3 separate regions of the Danio rerio genome follow, and all the other regions are linked to region 1. A link is a contact called in public HiChIP or PLAC-seq data. All regions are on one chromosome and are shown on one strand. The core of a region is the stretch at or near the end of the contact, and the rest is flanking DNA. Distances in the headings are between cores, read along the strand shown. Region 1 holds the start of LOC100150229. Region 2 holds the start of si:ch211-284e13.6. Region 3 holds the start of si:ch211-284e13.4.

Evidence for each region. HiChIP or PLAC-seq counts read pairs in DNA pulled down with a chosen protein or histone mark.
Region 2: a contact with region 1 is called in an H3K4me3 HiChIP or PLAC-seq map of gastrula embryo, with 2.1 times the contacts expected there. The contact joins the promoter of si:ch211-284e13.6 here to the promoter of LOC100150229 in region 1. A contact is called at or near these places in 1 of 18 Hi-C or Micro-C datasets (caudal fin) and 2 of 4 datasets of contacts at active chromatin or transcription factors (embryo and gastrula embryo).
Region 3: an H3K4me3 HiChIP or PLAC-seq map of gastrula embryo shows a contact between it and region 1, with 2.0 times the contacts expected there. The contact joins the promoter of si:ch211-284e13.4 here to the promoter of LOC100150229 in region 1. A contact is called at or near these places in 2 of 4 datasets of contacts at active chromatin or transcription factors (embryo and gastrula embryo).

Annotation. Positions count from the first base shown.
Region 1 is chr5:39,157,315-39,161,416 of GRCz12tu, forward strand. It overlaps LOC100150229, which reads right to left and starts at 2,384. Exons shown (of 2, transcript XM_001923522.9): 1 at 1,477-2,384. The coding sequence starts at 2,134.
Region 2 is chr5:39,024,551-39,028,372 of GRCz12tu, forward strand. It overlaps si:ch211-284e13.6, which reads right to left and starts at 1,654. Exons shown (of 4, transcript XM_021476559.3): 1 at 1,338-1,654. It overlaps gucy2d (guanylate cyclase 2D, retinal), which reads right to left. Exons shown (of 19, transcript NM_131866.1): 19 at 3,108-3,532.
Region 3 is chr5:38,996,604-39,000,242 of GRCz12tu, forward strand. si:ch211-284e13.4 reads right to left here and starts at 1,688. Exons shown (of 3, transcript XM_690205.10): 1 at 1,021-1,688. The coding sequence starts at 1,372.

The DNA.
Region 1 (4,102 bases), core at 1,134-3,633:
TTAGCTCCAACCACTTTTCTCCCCATAAACTTTCATTCATATGCACATGAATGCATCAGACCGGAAACACAAGCTCATGCGGCTAGTTTTGTGGTTCGCTGCGTTGCAAAATTCAAGATTGGTGAACTCTGACCTGCGAAATCGCATCACATGATGATTGCGTGAGCCCACTATAAAATCAAAACATGACCTCTCTGCACAGAAATTTAAAATACGGACCAATCGCTCACTTTTTTAATGTCTAATCATCGTTTATTCCCGCCCCTTTTCGCAGTGCTGTACTACAAAATTTCACATGCTCAAACTCTAGTGTGACCGACCGCAGCTTTATAGTATACAGTAGTCTTGAACTCCTTGATTAGTTGGATCAGCTATGTTTGATTAGGGTTGGAGCAAATATGCGCAGAGCTGTGGCCCTCCAGGAATAGAGTTTTAGACCTATGGTTTAATAGATTTAGAAATTAATCATAGGAGTTACATTGTTGTACATACAGTTATATGGTTGCTGATATCTGAAGACATACAATTACTGGACTGAAGCCAGAATATTTGAATTACAAAAGGGTTTAAAGAAATGTTTATTTTTACATATCTCAAACATTATTTAACCGCATTTAGAAATGCACTGATGTATTGAGAACTGATATTTGTAGGGCTATTTTTTTATTTTATTTTTTTTACAGATGACTTATGAGTAGGCCCACATGGAATCTGAGTGTGCAGAATTCTGCAGATTTCCAGATTTTTAGTCTATTATTGATTCTGTTTATTTACTTGTTTAAATGTGTGTAAATTTATAGTTATTCAGTTTTTTTCTTTTATTTCAGTAATATTATTAACTAATATGAAAATATTTGTATGATTATTCACAATATAGTTTGTAAAGTAATTTTTTTTTGTATTTTAGTGGATATATTATACGAGAGACTTACTTTGTTTACCAAATGGATCTAATTGGATTTGCATTGTACACATTAAATACAAGTAAAAAAAGTTTCTTTTCATAAATTAAGGTTTTATTTATAATGCTCCAAAAATCCTTCAGCATAAATCTGCAGATTTTTTGAACAAAATTCTGCTCAGAAAAAGCAAAAAATATCCACAGGTTCTGTCTGGCCCTGAGGCAGTTGAATATAGTCTGCTGCATAATCCAAAGTTTAGTATATCCTAAAACAAACTTACACTTGTACAGAATATAGTTTGTCATAAAAATATAATAATAATATTAATAAATATAAATAATATTAATGTGAGGACTGTTGCATGTTAAGTTGAACATTTTTCAGTGGTTGGTCCTGAATATAACTGTTTTGTTTTCTTTTATTGGCCATGACCTTTTTTTAAATAAAATAATTGCCACCAGCCAATATTTATTTTCATTGATATAAATAAATTAAAAATAAATTGCATGGCCATAATTGATGGTCATGCAACTCATTATCCTGCTTACAAATGAAAACAATAATAACAATGAACCTTTTCCGCCCTCGTTGGTGATGTAAAACGGGCCCTCTGTGTCCTCTTGCGGTTTGAAGAGGGCAGCAGTGTTGTCCAGCAGAACTTGTGTGCTGGTAGAGTCACTCGAGAGGGCTGAACTGTTCCCTACTGAAGAGCCTCGTGCTTTCCTGCGGTTCACACAATCACGAGGCCAGACTGACTGCACCGTGGGCAGACACAGGCCCACACTGGGAACATTTTTGAGATTGTGGATTCTTCCCGGTGAGCTGCGAAAAGTCTTGCGGGAAGAATCTCTGCTCTGTGCGGGTGCTGTGGGGCTTTCGTCCGCGAGGCGTGAGGGAAACACGAACACTGCGTCCTCTGCGCTCGACCGCGCGCTGTTTGCCCCGGGCTGGTTTCTGTTGAGGAGTAAACACTGTTTGATGTTCTTCTCGGCCGCGGTCATGTAGTAGCGGACCGCTTTGAGCTCGCTCTCGGAGATCTCCAGCCTCTCCCGCAGGCTCTGGTTCTCCCGGTGCGACTCTGCGGCTGCATTACGAGCCGCGGCCAGCTTTACTCCGACAACACGCGCCGTTTCTCTTAAAACAGTTTCAACGGCGCATCTTACGGCTTGATCAATAGTAGAGGCGAGTTCGCACTTGAGAAAGGAAACGCTGATGTCCATGCTCAAAGTCATGGCTACGATCCACGGCACGCTCCTACACACTGAGCGATGTAACGTTACATACGGGATTGCAGAGCTCTGAAGGCGCGTTTGGTTTCTGTCTTGGCTGACTAGAGCTGAATAGTTAACATCCTCACATCCATTATCAGCACTTCGTTACACTGTCTGTTTGCTGTGTTGAAAACACAGACCCCCTTAAAATGTTTGTAAATCTTGACCAAGCTGTCGCATTCTGCTGCCGTCACCGACGATGTCGAGCAATGATGACGTCAGCATATCATGTGGGCTTTGTAGTTTTTACGTATAAGTTGCAAATAAGTTTTTTTAGGGGGACAAAACACAGTTATGGTTATAAAAGGCAAATGTGGCTGATTTAAAATGATCATTTATTGGTATTAAATGATAAAATTATGAAAAAATTGGTAATAAAGGCTTTTTATTCAATATATGCTATAGGCTACTTCTTTTAGCAAATATATCATTTGAAGAGTTCAGATCTCAGATGCAGAAACCTGTAAATGCCATCTGAAATTTTCTTCTAAAATGAGCGTTTTTCATAAGTCTCCTATGTGGAGGTTCAGTAATTTCACTTTTATGCAAAAAAAGTTATTTTCATGGTCTTTAAAGTGAAATCAACATAAACAAAGGAGGTTGAGAAATATTTTCATTTTTGAATGAAATTTTAGCGACCATCCTGCTATGAGGCAGCAGTGCTAACCACTGTGCCACCCTCAGCAAATAATGTTTAAGCAAATAAACATTCTATATCTTAAACATAAAATAAACATGAAGGCTGGAGTTTTGTCAAAATCATGTGAAAAGTCAATCATTTATAGTTTCCCTAGAACTTCTCAATTTATACTTGAATGACTGAAAACACTCTGGGTGCTCTAATTTCCCCCACAACTTCATAAACGTGGTAGGTGAATTAGGTGAGCTAAACTGTCCGTATATATGTGTGTGAATGGGAGTGTATGGATGTTTCCCATTGATGGGTTGCAGTTGGAAGAGCATCTGCTGCGTAAAACAAGCTGGATAAGTTGGCGGTTCATTTTGCTGTGGCGACCCCGGATTAATAAAGGGACTAAGCTTGTTTGTGTATATTGTTTATATCTTCTCATTGCATATTTCATCTACTATAATAAGCATTAGGTCAACCCCCTAAAATGTTGTTTAAATGAACGTCATTTTGTTTGTAAATCTGTTAATTTTGTCACAATAAATACATTGTTAATAATAATATTTTTACAGGTGTATATAGGGTTTAAGTATTTCTGCTCAGCAAGAGTTTAAGAATCTCTCCACCACCTCAACACAAAATCATATTCCAGACAAGAATTGGAAATGACTACAAATATAAAGATATGTAAAAATAAAGATTTGTAGCGCAGTCCTTGGTGATTCATACAGTGCAAATCAATGGATACAGCACTTCAATGAATAAAAAGCATAAAAAAGCAAAAGGCTCAAACAAAAATCATAAACAGGGAGTTTGTTGGTTAACTTTTATTTGTCTCCGTAGGAAAATTTCATTTGCAGCATACATATAAATATATATATATAGAGTTGAAGTCAGAATTATAGCCCCCCGAATTATTCGCCGCCCTGTTTAATTTTTCCCTAATTTCTGTTAAACAGGGAGAAGATTTTTTTCAACACATTTCTAAACATAATACTTTTAATAACTGATTTCTAATAACTGATTTATTTTATCTTTGCCATGATGACAGTAAATAATATTTGACTAGATATTTTTTAAGACACTTCCATACAGCTTAAAGTGATATTTATAGGCTTAACTAATTATGTTAACTAGGCAGTTTAGGGTAATTAGGCAAGTTATTGTATAACGATAGTTTGTTCTGTAGACTATCGAAAAAATATAGCTTAAAGGGGCTAATAATTTTGACCTAAAAAATTTAAAACTGCTTTATTCTAGTCGAAATAAAACAAATAAGCCTTTCTCCAGAAGAAAAAATA
Region 2 (3,822 bases), core at 404-2,903, 130 kb before region 1:
ATCAACAGGTGAACAGAGATGTGCTTTACCACATGCTCAGCCCATACTAATGTCTATGGCTGCATCCGAAATTGCATATTCTCTTGAGAAGGTACTTATTTTGAAGACTAGAATATAGGATTCATTTAAATGTAATCGGAACTACATCTGCCATCTTGAGACTGTAGTTTTCCCACTTTTCGATTTAATATTTTTTTTAAAGTCACAATCTGTTTTTGCTTATTTAGTATGAAACGTTATGTTTTTGTATGTAGCCACTGTGTATGTTGAAGTTTTGTTTCTGATCTAGGATCAGTATTTCACAACCACACCCTAAGTTTTATTTATGTAAAACATAATAATAATAACAACAATAATGGTAATAATATACATAATAATACTTTGTTATATACTATAATAATGTGATAAAATAACTTAAAGGGCTAACTGCAGGTTTTAGCAGGGGAAATTTTTAATTTATTGATATAAATTAAATAAAATTCTATTGAATTTGCATAAAAAAATTGACAAAATATAAAGTATTAATATATTATTAACATAATATATTAGAGATACTTTATATATACACACAAACTACTTGTCTAGTGTCAAAGTACCATTGTGCAAAAACATGTTAAAAATCCTTGCTAACTTTTTGACACATAGTTACAATTTTAGTTAGCAAACTGGGTAAATGTAGCATTTATTTCTCCTCTTTGATATTTGTAAAAGCCCCTGAACATTGGCTGGCACAGAGAGAAAAACACACAAACACACACACTCACACAGTTGAAGCCGCCCTGGAACCGTGCCGGGCGTGGGGGATAATAACCGTGCTCCACATTCACACTCGCTGTGTTGTTCGCGAGGAACTGGGTCACGCGCCGTGGCCTACATTTTTAAGGTTTGTTGTCTTCGTTTTTCCCCTCCCCACATTTATTTGGGCTGGCCCCGCCTCGCTGCCGGAGCGCTGAACGGGGGTTGGGGAAGAGCGGCGGTTCGCGCAGTTTGAAGCCGAAAGCCTGAACGCTGCGAGCAGGAGATGCGCCGCGGACAGACGCAGCTTTGACGCGCGTGACAGCAGAGCCAAGCGCGAGCCGAAGAGAAACGCGCGCGTGCCGAGCGAGCTAATACAGAAACATGGACATTTTAATACGACGACAGCTTATAAAGGCACAGTACACCTGTCGTGGACAGCAGCACAATAGAATACAACATGCCTGTTCACACAACTGCTGTTTAAAAAAAATTATATAAAGTAAACAACAACCATTATGACATGAACAGATGTCAGGTATGATCAACACATTTAAATCTGCCAAACATGATTTACACATGTCATATTTGAGGAGGTTTACCTTGTGTTACAGTAGTAGTCCGTGGAAGTCCGTGAAGTGCATGTCAAGTGAGTTCTCCGTCGATTTAGCCGAAATTGTGTTCGTCTTTTTAAAGAAGAAAGAGCTTTATCGGCTGCACATAATTGGGAATAAACCATAAGCAAACTATTCCTATGGTCAAATAAGGCGTTTGGTTTCTTGAAGGAGCTTGTCTTCAATTTAAAAACAACGTTGGCACGGTATGAATTATCCTGTGTTAGTATCAGCGACACTTTACCACAGACAGCTCCTTAATGTGTAAAATGTGGTTTGGCTCTAGGAGCCGCTATTTGGATTCTGATAGAGAGAGACGAAAGCCAATCATAGTTTGGTCACGCTTCACGACACACCCATTAACTCCGCCTCACTCGCGTATCTTCGTCCAATCAACGTGGGGCTTTTTGATAAATGGGCGGAGCCACCATGTCCTAGTTCTAGGCGAATTATAATTCAGCTCAGACTCCGTTTACTCGAGTCACCCGAGCGCGAGTTGACACCCAATCCTCCGCGCTTCTTTATCAATCAGTCATATTAACCCTGACATACGCACACAAAACACAGATATCCCTCCTTCTTTATCATCAAACGGATGTACAACTGATTTATAACATAGTAATAATAATAATAATAACACAAACATTATGCCAGAATGAACACAAAGATTTTTTGTCCCTTGTGTGTTGGCATCCTCAGTATACCTGTTAGTCTTCCTCAGTGTGGTGGGAGAAATATATCCCAATACTTTTTTGTGTGTTTTTACCTTATCTAAAACTGTCCAAACAAACAAACAAATCACTTGACCCTTTTGTTAATGCTTATTAAGCTCTGGAACTAGCAATACTTATGCGTCTTGTATCATTTGAACATTTGAAGTGAATAAATAAACCTTTTGCTTTGAATATAGATGACATCATGACACTAAATAAGCACATCTATCCACTAAACACTAAGAAAGAATCTGCACACTCCCTAAAATCAGCTTTTATTTACACAATCACAGACAACAAGATAAAATGGTGAGTTTTACAATTGAAAATTAGCTACATTCTGCCAAGACAGTAGCTCCCAAGATTGTGGTTTAGGTATCAGGTGACAGCGTCATCCACAGGTGCCACAACCTCGTATCTGAATTGAAGATATCCAAACCACACGTTTTAAAAATCCCCAAATAATGGTCAAATAATGCCCCTTTCTATGGGGGTGAATATATTTACAGACTGTATGAGCAGGCAAAATTGCACAGAGAAAATCTTTGGAGAACTTGCTGATATGCGCTTCTCTTTGGTTATATTTCAGGACTTTGACATCAGGATATTATGCATGGAATGTGCCGAGTATCAGGATAATGCAGCGTGCCATTATAAACCTGACCATTTCAGTTTCAGCTCACGATTTTCCTTTTTAAAGTATCTCTTACCTTTAACTCAAAGAGGACAATGGAGTTGAGCTACTCGCCTGAAAGCGAGTAATTGTCTGTCATGTGACCCCGGGTTTGCTTGGCCATGAAAACTGCTCTGAATGCATGTCATTTCCTATGAAGGCCAAACAGTTCGAAACGAAAATGTGAAGAATGTGAAGAAGCTCTTGTCTGAACTAACACCTAGTTATTAAAGCCTGATACTCCTAGCAAACAAAATCAACACGGTATTTTAAATAATTTCAATACACGGATATCATTGGCGTTATTTCTGATGAACTAAATTGATCTGCTGCCGTTAGAAACGAGCGTGTCAATTTTCCTTTTTTCTTTTGTTTTATAAACAACAAAGTAATTTAGAAAACATATCTTCGTAGAACTGCAGAGATGAATCAGCCGTGTGCTGCTGTTCTCATTCTCTCTCTCGATGAGCGATTATCTCAGCAGTGTCTTTAATTTAGTGGAATAAACCTGCATTATAAACTCTTTACAAATGTCAAAGAGTCCTCTGTATCCATCCATAGCAGTTGGTACATGGCGTCTTGTTGAGCCGGTGGGTTTGACAGGCTGGCGTTCAGAGTTCATATGTTTGTGTTCTTGTCAGATGTCCTAGTGGGGCTTTCCATTCTTTTTCGGGAATGTATTTAAGTAGAAAAAGGGTAGCCGAGGGGTTTTTGAACACCTCAATTCACCCTTTTCATCCCCTTGCCCCACTTTCTCCTAACTCGATAGGCTGGTGCAGAAACATGAGCATCACAACCTATTGGAAGGCACAGAAACAGAACAGCATGAGTACAAAAGTTTTAACAACCTTAAAGGGACGGTTCACCTAGAAATGAACATTTGCGGTATATCTGAATGCATTTCTTCACTACAACATCAGAGACATTTTGTTTAGGAGAAATTGTGGTCCATGCTGTTTATTAAAATGCAAGTCTACAGCTACAGGCACTTTGAGAGTAAAAAAAAAACATTTACAGGCAAAACAGAATTGATTCCTGTGGCTCCTGTCTAACAACATTCTGGACAGAAAGCTTCCTGTCACCCAAT
Region 3 (3,639 bases), core at 438-2,937, 160 kb before region 1:
ATTCAAGCAAAATATTGCAAAAAAAATTACAACCTACAAAATTTCAACTAAATTTTTCTATTTTATTTCATGTATTTTTTCTTCTTTTGATTTTTACTCCTTTTTAAATTTGTATTTAATATTTACTATAACATACATTTGGGTGTAGTAGTTTCTGGACCGGTCTCGTAAGTGATTAGATTTCTCAGATTTGGCTGCTTCAATACTGACTAATCTAATGTATATGCACAAATACAATATTGTATAGCTTCCTATTAAAAATATGAATTTAAAAGATTGGTTTGTGAGGGGTGTGCTTATATATATGCTAAGCACTGTGTGCTAAAGGAAGGAACTGTGTGCTAATGTCTCCATATGATCACTGATGGCCTACTGTTCAACCCGGTGATCGGTTCATTCAGCGGCAGGGTGGGGGGATCATGCTCTACCAAAACATGAGGCAAGAGGAGACCCGTATTCCAATAAATACGCACGGCTGCTGCGGCTCCCCTCCCCGGCAAAACCGCTATGACAGAAATGTAGGTTACACGCACAACATGCACAAATGTGTAGAAAAACAAAAACAGTCGTGAGCGCTGCAGTAGCGTCCGCTGCACAATGCGCCACTCTCACACTACGCATTATAGTAGTTATGTCTAGGGCTGGGGAGTATTTCATTATATGCTATATTGCATGTCGATTTTCCAATTAAAATCAAACGATGATATCGTCCATTTATGAATGGATCTACAATGCATGCACCGTAATCAATCTAGCCCTTTTAATACCGCGAGCGTCCACATCTCCAGGTGTGGTGGCTACATTGAACAGACGGGTGGGGTAGAACGTGCATTTCAATCCAAACAGCTTTGCAAATATACATCCACTGAAGACAAGGGGGCTCCCCTCAGCAACACGCAAGTTGATGGGGAGATGCAAGCAATTGCAACCACCAAGGTCTATGCTGCGCCCTGTATTTGAATGACAGATCATTAAAGAATTCGACTCTAGGGTACAATAACACATAATTTTCCTGCTCACATTTACACTGTAGATCCAGCATGGCCTGGTACCATTCGTTTTGGACCTCCTCGGTGTCCGCGGCTATGGCAAAGCTCTCCCCGCGGGTGTACAGCACTATCATGTGCTTGTTTTTTGAATCTGCCCGTTTGTTGATGTTGAAGCAAGAGTCCAGGTTCACTGCTTTCTTTGGGACTGGTGACTTGCTTCGGAATTTCTTTTCGTTCTCGTAATATTCGAGTCTGGCCGGGCCCTGCTCCGAAGCAGCCCGGAGAACGAAAAAGCGCCGGTGCATAGATTTCTGCTTGCGGAGATACCCGCTTTTCCGCACGTCCTCGTAGCTCTGCTGCTCCATCGCCGCCTGGCTCTCCATTGCTCGGCCAGTTGCTTGTTTTATTTCTAATCCACCAACGTCTGTTTAAAATCTGTGGTATATTTTACATTCGTTCATGATAGCAGCGGTTCTCTCCTCTCTCTCATCATGCACCCTCGCGCCCTCGAGGAGAGCCCAAATTAGCTTGTTTTCCTCCTGGTCCAGGCTGTATGGTTGTGTGCACCCGGGCAGGCTCCACTGACAGGCGTGCACATGCGGCATCCGACGTCTGCACTAGCATGCAGCTCTGATGTGTAGCATCATTGCAAGCGTACCAGAATTGTTTACTGTACAGCTCTACCCCGCACACTCGGATGCCCCCCTCCCCTCTGTCTGTACGTCTGTGAGGCTGGTAAACCCGCTAATGCCAGTTCATGCACACGGTGTACACACAGGAGATCTGAGACTGCGTTATTTTCGGTGGATTCGTGGATCGAGACAGCTCAGCATCCTCCAGGTTTAATTAACACATGTCGCGTGTAATCCCACATTATGGGTTTCTTTTAATTGGCAGTTTGTGATTTTGCATCTGGCAGGATGTAGGAGGAATGCACGGTCAAATCAATTCTGTAATTATTTTTCTTATGGTAAACATACACGACACTGTGTCTTTTTAACGTAGTGTTGTATTTTTTAATTATTAAATGCGGAATCCCCTTCTCTCCGGTCATTGGCAAGTCTCTTGCGCTATAGAGCATCCCTCATGGCGAGACGTTTGCGACCCCTGTTGGTTGTCTTTTGCATTATTTTTTTTTTTATGTGTGTGTGTGTGTCAAAAAATAAATTAACTTGATAACTTTCACCTGCACTACACATTAGATTAATTTGAATGCTTAATGAGACAAAAATGCTAAATTACTTATTAGAATTTGTTGAAATTCATGCAGTAAATGTGAAATTACCAGTCTAAACAACCCATTTACAGTTGCAGCTGGAAGGGCATCCGCTGCATAGAACATGTGCTGGATAGGTTGGCGACTTCAGATTAAAAAAGGGACTAAGCTGAAAAGAAAATGAATGAATAAATGAACAACCCATTTACAATTTGAACATAGCAAACATTTAATTTCATTTTAAAACCATTTGTATTTAGTGGATATACATGCTGTAAAAACCCAAAAAGTAACTCAAACTGTTTGAGGAAACCAATAGGAACAAATCATTTAAGTTCAAAAACTAATCCTAATGAGTGCTGTGAACTTAATCCACTTGAGTAAATAAAGCAATTTGAGCACAGTAAAACCTGACAAATGAAGAGAACTCAAACCAGCTGAGTACTGTAAAACCCAATAAGTTAAGGCAGCTCAAACCGTTTGAGGAAACCGATTGCTACAAACCATGTGAGTTAAAAAACTAATCTATATATGAGTACTGTGAACTTACTCCATTTAAGTTGAATGAGGTATTTAGTTAACTCAATACCTTTAACACTGAGTTCAAAACTCTTTTCAAATGAGATGAACTAACTTTCAGTGCATTTTGAGTTAACTGCACTCATTTCATTTAAAGAAGTGGACTGTTGGATCTTAAATTGTAGTAAAGACTAGTGTTTTTCAGCAAGATCACTGTGCATTTTTTTAAAATAAATCAATATTAAATATATATTTTCCAAAACATTGTTATTTTCTGAGTAGATCTTTTATAATAAAATAATGATTCATGATTAATTTCCACATTTGCCTTATGCATATGCATTGATAAATTATTGAAATATTGATTTTATTGTGTTAGATTACAGCTTGATTTTAAGTGGGCCTACACATTTTAAGATAATGGTTAGCTGACAAAAGTTTGAGAATGCCTGAATTATAAGAACATATTAAAGATGACAATGACATTAGTCAATTATTAGTTCACTGTATATGATGAAAGCATGTTTCGTGCGCGAACTTAAAAGTGGGAAGCGGTTATGAAGATGGTTGCACGTTGGGTTGGTGTGCAGGGGGAGTTTTCTGAAATACGGGAGACTCCTGGGAAAAACGAGAGTGTTGGCAGGTGTGGTTTGTGTGAATATTTTTAATTTTATGAGGTTCCTTTTACAGCATCAATGTTGTGATGTAATCACAATACATTCAGTTAAAAAGACTTCAGCATTCATTAATTTGATTAAGCATAATACGAGATGAAAGACAGTGTAAGCGCTAGTGCCGTCAGGATCAGCAGGCGAGCGCTGAAACTCTGGGGTAAAATAAACAGTCAATTTTAAAGACATGGTGGGGAGAAATGGGATTTAATGCAGTGCTTCTTGTCTGATCTGAGATAAACAT